Regions from separate parts of the Mus musculus genome. Here region 1 is linked to region 2. The links are chromatin contacts, called in public Hi-C maps. All regions are on one chromosome and are shown on one strand. Each heading gives the region's core, a stretch centred on a gene start, on an enhancer-like site or on the middle of the called end of the contact. The rest is flanking DNA. Distances are from core to core; before and after follow the strand shown.

The links. A called contact is a pair of places that touch in the nucleus more often than the background predicts.
Region 1: a Hi-C map of CD4 T cells shows a contact between it and region 2, with 2.4 times the contacts expected there. The contact joins two enhancer-like sites. A contact is called at or near these places in 4 of 484 Hi-C or Micro-C datasets (CD4 T cells, LSK cells and effector CD8 T cells) and 3 of 115 datasets of contacts at active chromatin or transcription factors (bone marrow-derived macrophages, effector CD8 T cells and memory CD8 T cells).

What each region holds. Positions count from the first base shown.
Region 1 is chr14:75,183,736-75,188,377 of GRCm38.p6, reverse strand. The region is part of intron 2 of Lcp1 (lymphocyte cytosolic protein 1); the gene reads right to left. Among named protein-coding and RNA genes, the nearest start is that of Gm15628, 49 kb to the right of the region's middle. Within about 2 kb of position 1,942, at least 80 of the 459 cell types and tissues checked have an H3K27ac peak or open chromatin away from gene starts, as enhancers often do. A contact at or near this core is called in bone marrow-derived macrophages, where this site is marked.
Region 2 is chr14:74,852,450-74,857,585 of GRCm38.p6, reverse strand. The region is part of intron 2 of Lrch1 (leucine-rich repeats and calponin homology (CH) domain containing 1); the gene reads left to right. Among named protein-coding and RNA genes, the nearest start is that of Gm52135, 36 kb to the right of the region's middle. Within about 2 kb of position 1,850, at least 21 of the 459 cell types and tissues checked have an H3K27ac peak or open chromatin away from gene starts, as enhancers often do. A contact at or near this core is called in bone marrow-derived macrophages, where this site is marked.

The sequences.
Region 1 (4,642 bases), core at 693-3,192, 330 kb before region 2:
ACACTACCCAGCCTCAAGCATTTGGTCACAGCAGCACTAAATAAACTAAGAAGCTTAGAATCAACAGATGAGTAGAAGATTTCTCGAAGGTCAGTCAACCTTTCCCCTCTTTTATGTGGAATCTTTAACCCAGAGACTCTAGATAGGCCTAGTCATCTAGAGTCAGACAATAGAGTAGTTAAAAGGCAGTGGAAAGCCTTGGGTCATAACAATAGCAGTTACTATCTGCTGAGTGCTTTTTCTACATTCTCACCACAGTCCCATGAGCATTACTGAGGGGACAAGGTTAAATGACTAGCTTAGGGTCATGTAGCTGTGAACTGGGGCAGGCTCCTCACTTTCCAAGTGTCCTGGTTACCACATTCCTGTATCTGTTCTCTGCCCTTCATCAGGGTGACCCAAAAGGAAACTCCAAAAGGCCAAAGCCTGAGTGAGTGTCATGATGGGGCTACAAACTCAGGCCTAGCAATCTCTGGGGAAATTCTAGATATGTCTTCTCTCCAATTTCTCAGCATTTTAAAGGAAATGTTAAGACAAGCAAGGCCACGGCCAGGTTTGGTTTTTCCTGCCTGTGTCCCCATGGCTCTCATGGTGAAAAGAGGTCCTGTATCCGGGAGTCCTGCATACTTTAGTTATCCACTGTTGTTTTGTGAAGCAGATGTCTTATCTTGCACACTGAAAACACAAAGATGCTTTCAGAGACACAGAGTCAACTGAAGGAAAGTCTATACTACCCTGAGTCATTTTTAAAATGTTATCATGGTGCTGTGAGCTCAGAGAAGGGAGCCCTGGACTATGCCAGGGAAGAGGGGAAAAGTCAGAGGAAGGACTAGGAGGAGAAAGGATGGGGAGATGGGAACGAGGAAGAGGCAGGAGGCAGGAGGGGCAGGAATGAGGAAGAGAGATGGGGTAAAGAATGAAAGGGAAGGCTTTCCAGAGAAGGCAGCATCAAGCTAAGTCCTAGGGACTCGCTATGGAGTTTTCTATATAACCAAGATGGAAACAGCTTCGTAAAAAGAAAGGCAAACAAAAGCCTACAGAGATGGCGGATGCTGGTTCGGTGTGGCTGAAGTCAGGGATGTTGGATGGTAAACCCCACAGAAGGGAAGCACGGAACTGAGATTCTCTTGTTTCTAGAAGGGAAATGTCAGTGACACAGGCTATACCTCAAACACACACACACACACACACACACACACACACACACACACACACTACAGGTAATAAAACGTAAACAAAACGCTTCCACCTAGAAACAGTTTCCTTGGCTTGTACTTGCTTGCTCCTCCTTAGAGCATTGCCTCTCACAAAACTCTGCTTTGTCAAGAGGGAACCAGAGATGCTGGAGTTGGGAAAATGGGGCCCCCCAGAGAAGAGAAGTGAGTCAGAGACTTCAATAGAGAAGTGGAATGTCCAGAATCTTACTTCCGTCTGACCAAGTTGTCAGGTAACACATCCATTAAAATTCAAGAACCTGAAGATTTTGGGGTGGGGGAGATCCCTGAATTGTGAGATACACATAAAGGAAATGGGGTGATAATTGGGGAGAGGAAAGGGTAGACAGTAAAAACGATGCAAAGGTCAGAACTTTTAGAAACTTATCTTAGGGAGCAGAGTAAATTTCTAGTCTATAGGTAAGAAATATTATAGTCACTACCCCAAAGTCACACTTGATTGTGTATACACTCTGTGTGTTGTGTGAGTGCCAATCTAGGTTTTACGCCATGGCCTATCTCTAAGACACCTTGGCGTCCCGTGTTTTGGCTTCTGTGTGCCAGTTCCCTGCTTGAAGTCTTAGGAGCCCCTCAGATGGTGCAGACCTGGCAAGTGATACTAGAAGCCATCAACATTGATATTAACTTTCATTTTAAGGGTCTCTGAGCTCTGCCTTGCCTGAAGTGCTAACAGTGGAAAGTACCTTCTAACAGTTGAGGAAGTGTGGCCAGACTTGGAAAATACACAGTAATGTTAAGAAAAGCCCAACCACATCCACAGCGAGCCCTGAGAAGTGAGAGAGCTTTGGGCATCTGAGATAACGGCCCCTGTTGCTCTCCTCCCCCACCCTTGGGTACAAGTTCAGTTGTCCTGCACTTCACTTGGCCCTGATTGTTCATTCCCTAAATCTCTAGGCACTTTTTGTATTCTAGTTTGAGTCGAAACCAGTAACCATATTTGTACATTAGCAATGGCAACACAAGCTCCCAGTTGTTCCTTTAGAATCTCTGATAACAAGGTCAATCATACACACACACACACACACACACACACACACACACACACGGGGCAGGGGGTGGGGTGGGCAGGGAGGAGGACGAGTCACAGGCAGTTAGCAAATATTTACTAATACCAGTTTATGATGAGATGTTTCTTTTGTCAAAGTTCTAAGTGTCACAAGAGGGAAATTTCAGTGACTACACAATGTAAACTAGTACTTGCATAACTGTTAGACTGCATGTCACAAACCCTCAAGCACTTATTTGCTTGCTTCTCAAGTGTCTGTCAAACTAGTAGATGCACCCAACACAGAGCTGGGATCTCTTACTGATAGAGAATATGTCACAAGGAATAACCATTCAATACTCAATCCCAGACAAGTACACTTAAGACATCATCAGGTGACACCTAGGTTGTAGAGTTTCAATATGTAGACCAGGATGGACCCTTACTCTTGATTCTCCAACCTCAGGCTCTGAGTGTTGGGATGATAGACATATGCCTGACTACAATGTCATGTATGTAAGATTTATTTATTTTTATTTAACATGTGTGAGTATGTGTGGCTAAATGCATGCTTACACATCATGTGTGTGCCTGGTACCTGAGGAGGCCAGAGAGGTCATCAGATTTCCTGGAACTGGAGTTAAGGGTTCTGAGCTGCCCTGTGGATGTTGGGAACTGAATCCAGGTCCTTTGCTAGAGCAGCGCGTGCTCTTACCTTCTGAGCAAGCTCTCCAGCTCTCACCAATGGAGTTTACATAGTCACAGTTTGCACTCCTATTTTGTTTGTTTTTTTGTTTTTTTCGAGATGGGGGTTTCTCTGTATAGCCCTGGCTGTCCTGGAACTCACTTTGTAGACCAGGCTGGCCTTGAACTCAGAAATCTGCCTGCCTCTGCCTCTGCCTCTGGATTAAAGGCATGTGCCACCACGCCCAGCTCACAGTTTGCACTCTTAAGAAATGAACTTAAGGGGCTGGAGAGATGGCTCAGCGGTTAAGAGTTCTGACTGCTCTTCCGAAGGTCGTGAGTTCAAATTCCAGCAACCACATGATGGCTCACAAACATCCGTAATGAGATCTGATGCCCTCTTCTGAGATGTCTGAAGACAGCTATAGTGTACTTACATATAATAAACAAATCTGAAAGAAAGAAAGAAAGAAAGAAAGAAAGAAAGAAAGAAAGAAAGAAAGAAAGGAAGAAAGAAAGAAAGAAAAGAAATGCGCTTAAAATGGACAAGGCAGCTGTGAATCTGGACTCTATGAGCTACTGCTATGACCTGTAGATAAATCCCTTAAGAAACATCCCTAAGCCTTAGGAAATAAAGAGATAACAATGTCAACTTTATACCTGGATATATGAGGAAATAATATAGCAAGTATATTTCAAATGCTTGACATGATGTTGATCAGATGTACTGGTGATGAAAGTAGGCTTTCCCCTGGATGCAACATGAGAACAATGGAGCCAAGGACGGCTCAGAAAATAGACAGCAGTTGCTTCCATTTACAGAAAAGAAATCGGTTTTCATCTGGCACCACATGGCTCACATGCTGCTATGACGTGGAAGCATGTGGTGGAGAGATGGAAGCAAAAGTGAAGCAAAGTGGTTTGAGCACTATGAAAAGAGGTGGAGTGGAATTGGAGATGTGGGGGTGGGTGGCTGATGTGAAGAGCCTAGGCTGCCACCTGAGGCCATTGTGAAGTGCTGGCCTGTGCATGTCTGGGATCTGTGTGTCACCACCAAAGGCCATGAGGGCATCCCTAATCTAGGCTGCCACATTGGACCATGTTAATGTCCAAGGTAGCTTCAAAGAGCTGCCCCTCAGTGGCTTGGGCACTCAGTAGAGCTGGCTCCGCCCCTTGCCAGCTGCAGCACTTGGATGAGCTGGGCAGTGCTGGAGATCTGTCCCTGGTGCAGGGGAGCTGGCCATGTGACCAACTCAGCTGCCACCCAGGCCCAGATCCAGGGCTTTGTGTTGGGCCACCCCAACATCCACCCCATCTGTGAACTGCTGGAGCAAGTGAAGGGGCCCATCCTGCAGGTCCAGAGACACAGGAGCTCCATGACACAGGGCAACAACAAGATATCTGAGAGGAGTCCCAGTAAGGATCCAGTATTGATAGTGTAGCAGAAGCCAGAGGCCTCAAATCAGACCAATGACTCATTGCAATGAACATCTGCAAGTCAAGCTGTGTGGACAAACAGGTACACTGTGTGACACTCCGGGACACACACTGTAGCTTCCATGGTGAGATGTCTCGTTTTTGTTTTTATTTTTGTTTTGTTGGATGTTTTAGTTTTTAAATGTTGTGTTTTCTTTGGGGTACAGTTATTACCCCAAGGACAGCGAGATGAGCAAGATTGGGGTGCATGATGTGAAATTCACGAAGAATCAACAAAAAGTTAAAATAAACTAAACTGGTC
Region 2 (5,136 bases), core at 601-3,100:
AAGTTCAGTCTCTTTAAAAAAGTGACACAATCCTTTGATCCCAGCACTTGGGAGGCAGAGGCAGGTGGATCTCTGAGGTTGAGACCAGCCTGGTCTACAGAGTGAGTTCAGGACAGCCAGGGTGAGAGTTGGGGGTAGGGGGTCAGGGATTGAGTGCCCTAGGTAATTTTAATTCAATTGAATTAAGCCAGGGTTTGCTGAGCATGCCTCCCTCAGTCTACATTGGCTTCCCTCAGTCTACATTGTATAGCATCGTGTAACACTTTAATGCTGCAGACTAGCTCTAGGGTTTCAAGGACACTAATTGTTTTAAACCTTGGGTTTAGACTTTGCAGCTAGCTGGCTGCTCTGGTCAGGCCCTGCCTCTTTCAGGAGAGGGGATACAGTTGTTCTGCTCCCTGTACCTGAATGGAAACAACTTCCCAGGTTCCAGCCCAAGTCCTTCCTCGAGCTGCCAGCATTTTGGTGTGTAAGGGGTAGAGCCTAGTCAGAGAAGAGGCTTGTGCCGCATAACAAACACACTCAATTTTAAAGCTCAAAATTCCCAGCAAGCCAGACACAGTGGCTCTTTATAACAGATAATGACACCAGCGGGCTTCTTGTTCTTCTGGTTTCCATTTTGTTTTAGTTGGCTCCTGAAAAATTAGAGGCCTTCTGCTTTGTTTGTAGCCGAAACAGCAAAGAGGGCTGCCATCATGAGTCTAGGAATGTACATTTTCCCCTCAAGGTTAAAAACATTCCGAGGTGCAGTTGTCATTAGCTTTAATTTATTATTATTATTATTATTATTTAAAAAAAATAAAATGTAAGGTACTGTTAGGGTAGTCTGCAGGTTCACCTAGCTAATTTTCAGTTCCACAGGTTTCTGGTTAGTCTGTCTAGCTTCACCTACAGCAGAAGCCTGCTCCCCAGGACTTGTCTGGGAGCCGACACAGCAGTGTCTGTAGTTTCTGGTTCCCTGACTTCTCAAGAGATTTATTCATGAACTACAATTGTTGCCAAAGCCAATGCAGCCCTTGTGCTTACTTACCCACTTCTGTTCTGTTATAGCATTTTTATCCTAATAGTTAGCTTACGATAGTAAGTAAATTAGTGTAACATAGCTTCATGTTAAGTCCATGTGCACCAGAACTTTGGGGCATAGTTGACTATAAAATCTTAAAAATGTTGGTGATCTAATCTTAATTGTTTTTTTTTTTTTTTAATATTAATGTTGAGTGTGTTCTGAGGAGTTCTAGGTTGCGCTCATTTGAGAGTGAATTATTGCTGCCCTCAGATGAGTAGAAAGGATAGAATCAAGCCTGGGCCTCGGAATTCTTGACTGGAAAGGGACTGGAGAAATGCCTCTGCAGTTAGGATCACTGGCTGCTTTTCCAGAGGACCAAGGTTCAATTCCTGTCACTCACGTAGGGTCTGTAACTCCAGTTCCCGGAGTCCAGTGCCCTCTTCTGGTACCAAGACTGCAAGGAGTATACAGAAATGCATGCAAACAAATTACCCATACACATAAAATAGTCTAAAAACAGTTAAAAACTTAAAAAAAGAGAGAGAGAGAGACTAAGAACCTATTGGCGATGAACACAGACTAATGCAGTGGGCGTTCTGTGGTGAATTTCTGCATGAGGGATGGGGAAACTGCTAAATGTACTTTGTGGCTTGCTTAATTTCACCATGGTGTCTCATCTCCCAGTTTTATTTGTAATTTTAAATTTTTGTCTGTTTTTCCTTTCCTACATTTCCTACCGTGAATATTAGCAGGGCCGAGACCGTTCAGGTTCTTGCACTGAGCCTGTGATCTTTGAAGGAGCACGCTATAAGGAATGAAAGATAAGAAAGAGCCTGTCTCTTACTGCTTTATGTGAGGAAGTATCAAACATATACGGCAGCCTCTGAGCTTTTTAAAAGGCTACGCACTGCTGCTACTACTGCTATTGCTGCTTCCTCTTCCTCTTCCACTTCCTCTTCCTCCCCCTCCTCTTCTATTTCATTATATCTTAAATTTCTTTTGTGTGCGGCAAGTACTGTGCACTGTGGTGTGTGTGTGTGTGTGTGTGTGTGTGTGTGTGCGCGCAGGTCAGAGGGCAACTTAACAGCAGTCACTTCTTTCATTTATCTTTGTGGGTCCTGGGGATTGAACTCAGGTCCCCAGACTTAGTTGCAAGTGCCTTTAGCCCATGAGCCATTTTGAGAACCCAACATACTAAACTTCCTGGGTTTTCTGTGATCAACCATTCTGACCAAGGGTAACTCGGGTTTGTTTGGCTTACAGCTAGCTTACTGTCCATCATGGAGGGGCGTCTGGTCTGTAGCTCTAGGCAAGAGCTGATGCAGAGGCCATGGAAGGGTGCTGCTTACAGGCTTGCTTCCTCTGCCTTGCTCAGTCTGCTTTCTTACACAACCCAGGACCACCTGCCCAGGGGCAGTACCACCCACAGTGGGCTGGGCCCTCCCCCATTAGGCCAGTTTCAGGGTGACATTTTTGATGCCCGTATATGAATATGTAAATATGAAATGATGATGAGGGAGGTTTTGAGTGTTACGTTGTTATTCAGTTAGAGTCCTTAATTGCTGCTTGAGTAACCGATTTCGGAGCTGTACTTGCTAGTACTACCTGTCTTTGAGCTTCCGTTATTTCTAGGCTTGGGAATGGTTTTGGTAGGATGAATATCACACTGCTCTTGCCTGAGATTTCTTTGTTTGTTTTTGTTTGTTTTTGAAACAGTAGGTGACTAGCAAATTTGTTTACTTACAAATATGTATAACCTTGTCTAGACAATGCTGTTGAGTTACATCACAACACTTGAGTCTTCTGTGTGACAGACAGCTTCCTGACTCAGACTGGCCCTGACTCCAGCTGGCTGCAAGCTAGTAACCGGAGGGGCTTAGGAGGTCATATCTGGGCGACAACCTTAACAAATACGGGGGTCTTTGAATTTAAATATCCATTCTTTGGCTGTATGTGTGGAACAGCTTGGGAGTCTGATTTCTGCTTTCAACGTGTGTTCTAGGGATTGAAGTTAGGAGCCCAGGTTGGCGGACAGAACCCTAGAGCCATTTGCTGCCCTGAGTCCTCTCCTTTTATAAGCAACTAAAACATTTTCTTTTCTGTGGTGCTTGGTGCTTGGTGCTTGGTTCTCATTCATTCATATTCTCTCTCTCTCTCTCCCTCCCTCTCTCCCTCGCCCTCCCCCCTCCCCCCTCCTTCTCTCCCTCTCCTTTTCCCTCACCCCCCCCCCTATCGTCTATTAATTAGGAAGACTCTTTAGATAAAGTGGTACAGATAAACCGCCTTCCCAGATCTTGTTCCTGTACTTAACATCAAGCACTCCTCTGTTTCGTTTTAAGTGTTGTTTCATTCATTTTCTTTTGTTTCTGTGACAGTGGGGATCAAACTGAGCACTGTCCTCAGAACGCTTGTGCTCTGTCACAGAGCCTCAGGGACAGCCCTGTTCTTGCTATATTTAAAATTTCTCCTTTTCTTAATAAATTATAAGCAGGACTTGCTAATTTTGTACATTCTAAAATAGAAAAAGATCCCATATAAAGATACTTTGAGTTTATGGCAAACGTTCAAAGTTGGTTCCATCCCCTGAGAAACATTGTATATTATGGCCGTGTAGGCGGCCATAAATATTTGACAACAGTCATGGTCATGACAGTGGTGGTGGTGATGATGATGATGGTGGTGGTGGTGGTACTGGTGGAGGAGCAGGGACATGTTGCAGCTGCCTAGCCAGGTTCTTGGCTGGTAGAATCTCTTGGTGCAATCTGCAATTTTCAAATAGCTGCTTTGTGCCAAAGACCCTCTCGTCTCTCAAGAGGCAGGACTAATTCACACGTGAAAACATCTTTACCATGAACTGCAGTTAGAAACATGAAAGTGTTTCCCGAATTTCTCACACGATGGAAATGTAACATTTGTGGTAAACATTGATGTGTTGCTGTTTATGTAGCCCGTGTTTGAATCGTCGAGGCTTTTCATCTTTGCTTTTTGGTGTTCACAACCAAAGGTTATGTTAGTTTAGTGTATGTGCCCCCTGTGTCTTCCTGTTTGAAAATGTCTTTGTCCAAGAAACGTGGCCAAGAACAATAAAACTGATTCAGCAAGCCTGCTGCTCTATAGCAACAGGCACTTAGAGCTGACACCACACAGGCAAGCCTGAAAATCTATTTTAAACGGCTGGAAAGGTGTCAGAGTACCAGAAGAAGCTCAAACAGCCCAGAAGAGCACAGGACCTGGCAGCAGTTGGTGTTGTGAATCTTAGAACGCAGACTTTGGCATAGCAGGCTCATTTCAGAGAAGGGAGGTGTGAAAGACTCAACTTCTTTATAGCATTTAATCAGACTGCTTCCAGGATGAAGGGCGTGGGTTTCCGATTCTCAGAGGAAACGCGACCAGCTGGGCCTGGATTGCTCCTCAGAAACCCGTGCTCCCTCAGCTTAGCTGGAATTGGTTTGGAGCTATTGCCAGTGTAGAGGTTTGTCTGGTCCACAAGATGTTATTACACTGGAAAAGGAATGTATTTTGGCTGCCATCTCTGCTGCCCGGTATCCCTTTTGGCTGCTAAACAATGTGCAAAAAGAGCCAACTTCCTGATAGTCACAGAACCCGTATCCCCACATTCCTCTGAGGCTCCTTCTCTGAAAGAATCTTTAATCCCCTGGACACTCACTCTCTTACTGAGGGACCCTGGGCCAGGGCAGCTTTAGAAAGCACAGTTGTTTCATTTTTGTTGTTGTTGTTGTGAAACAAAAATTAATGTCCATCATTCTCTTGCCTTGTGCCATTGTGTGTGTCATTTCTAAAGAAGCCAATGTGTCTCTTCTCTCTAGAAAATTGGAAAGTTGATACTGTTTCTCTGAGCTTGAAGTTTTGTTTCACTTACTACAAATCCACATCTCCTTTTTATGAAGCTCTAATCAAAAGGAAAGTGAGAGCATCTTTGTGCACACATGTATGTGTGCTTGTGTATCTGTGTGTGTATTTTTGTGTGTGCTTGCGTATCTGTGTGTGTATGTATGTGCGTGTGTGGACATGTACACATGTATGTGCGTATATGATGGTTATGTTGTATCTTACGAAATCTCAGATACATAGAAACACCAAAACACAGTGAACCAGATTGGCGTTCAATA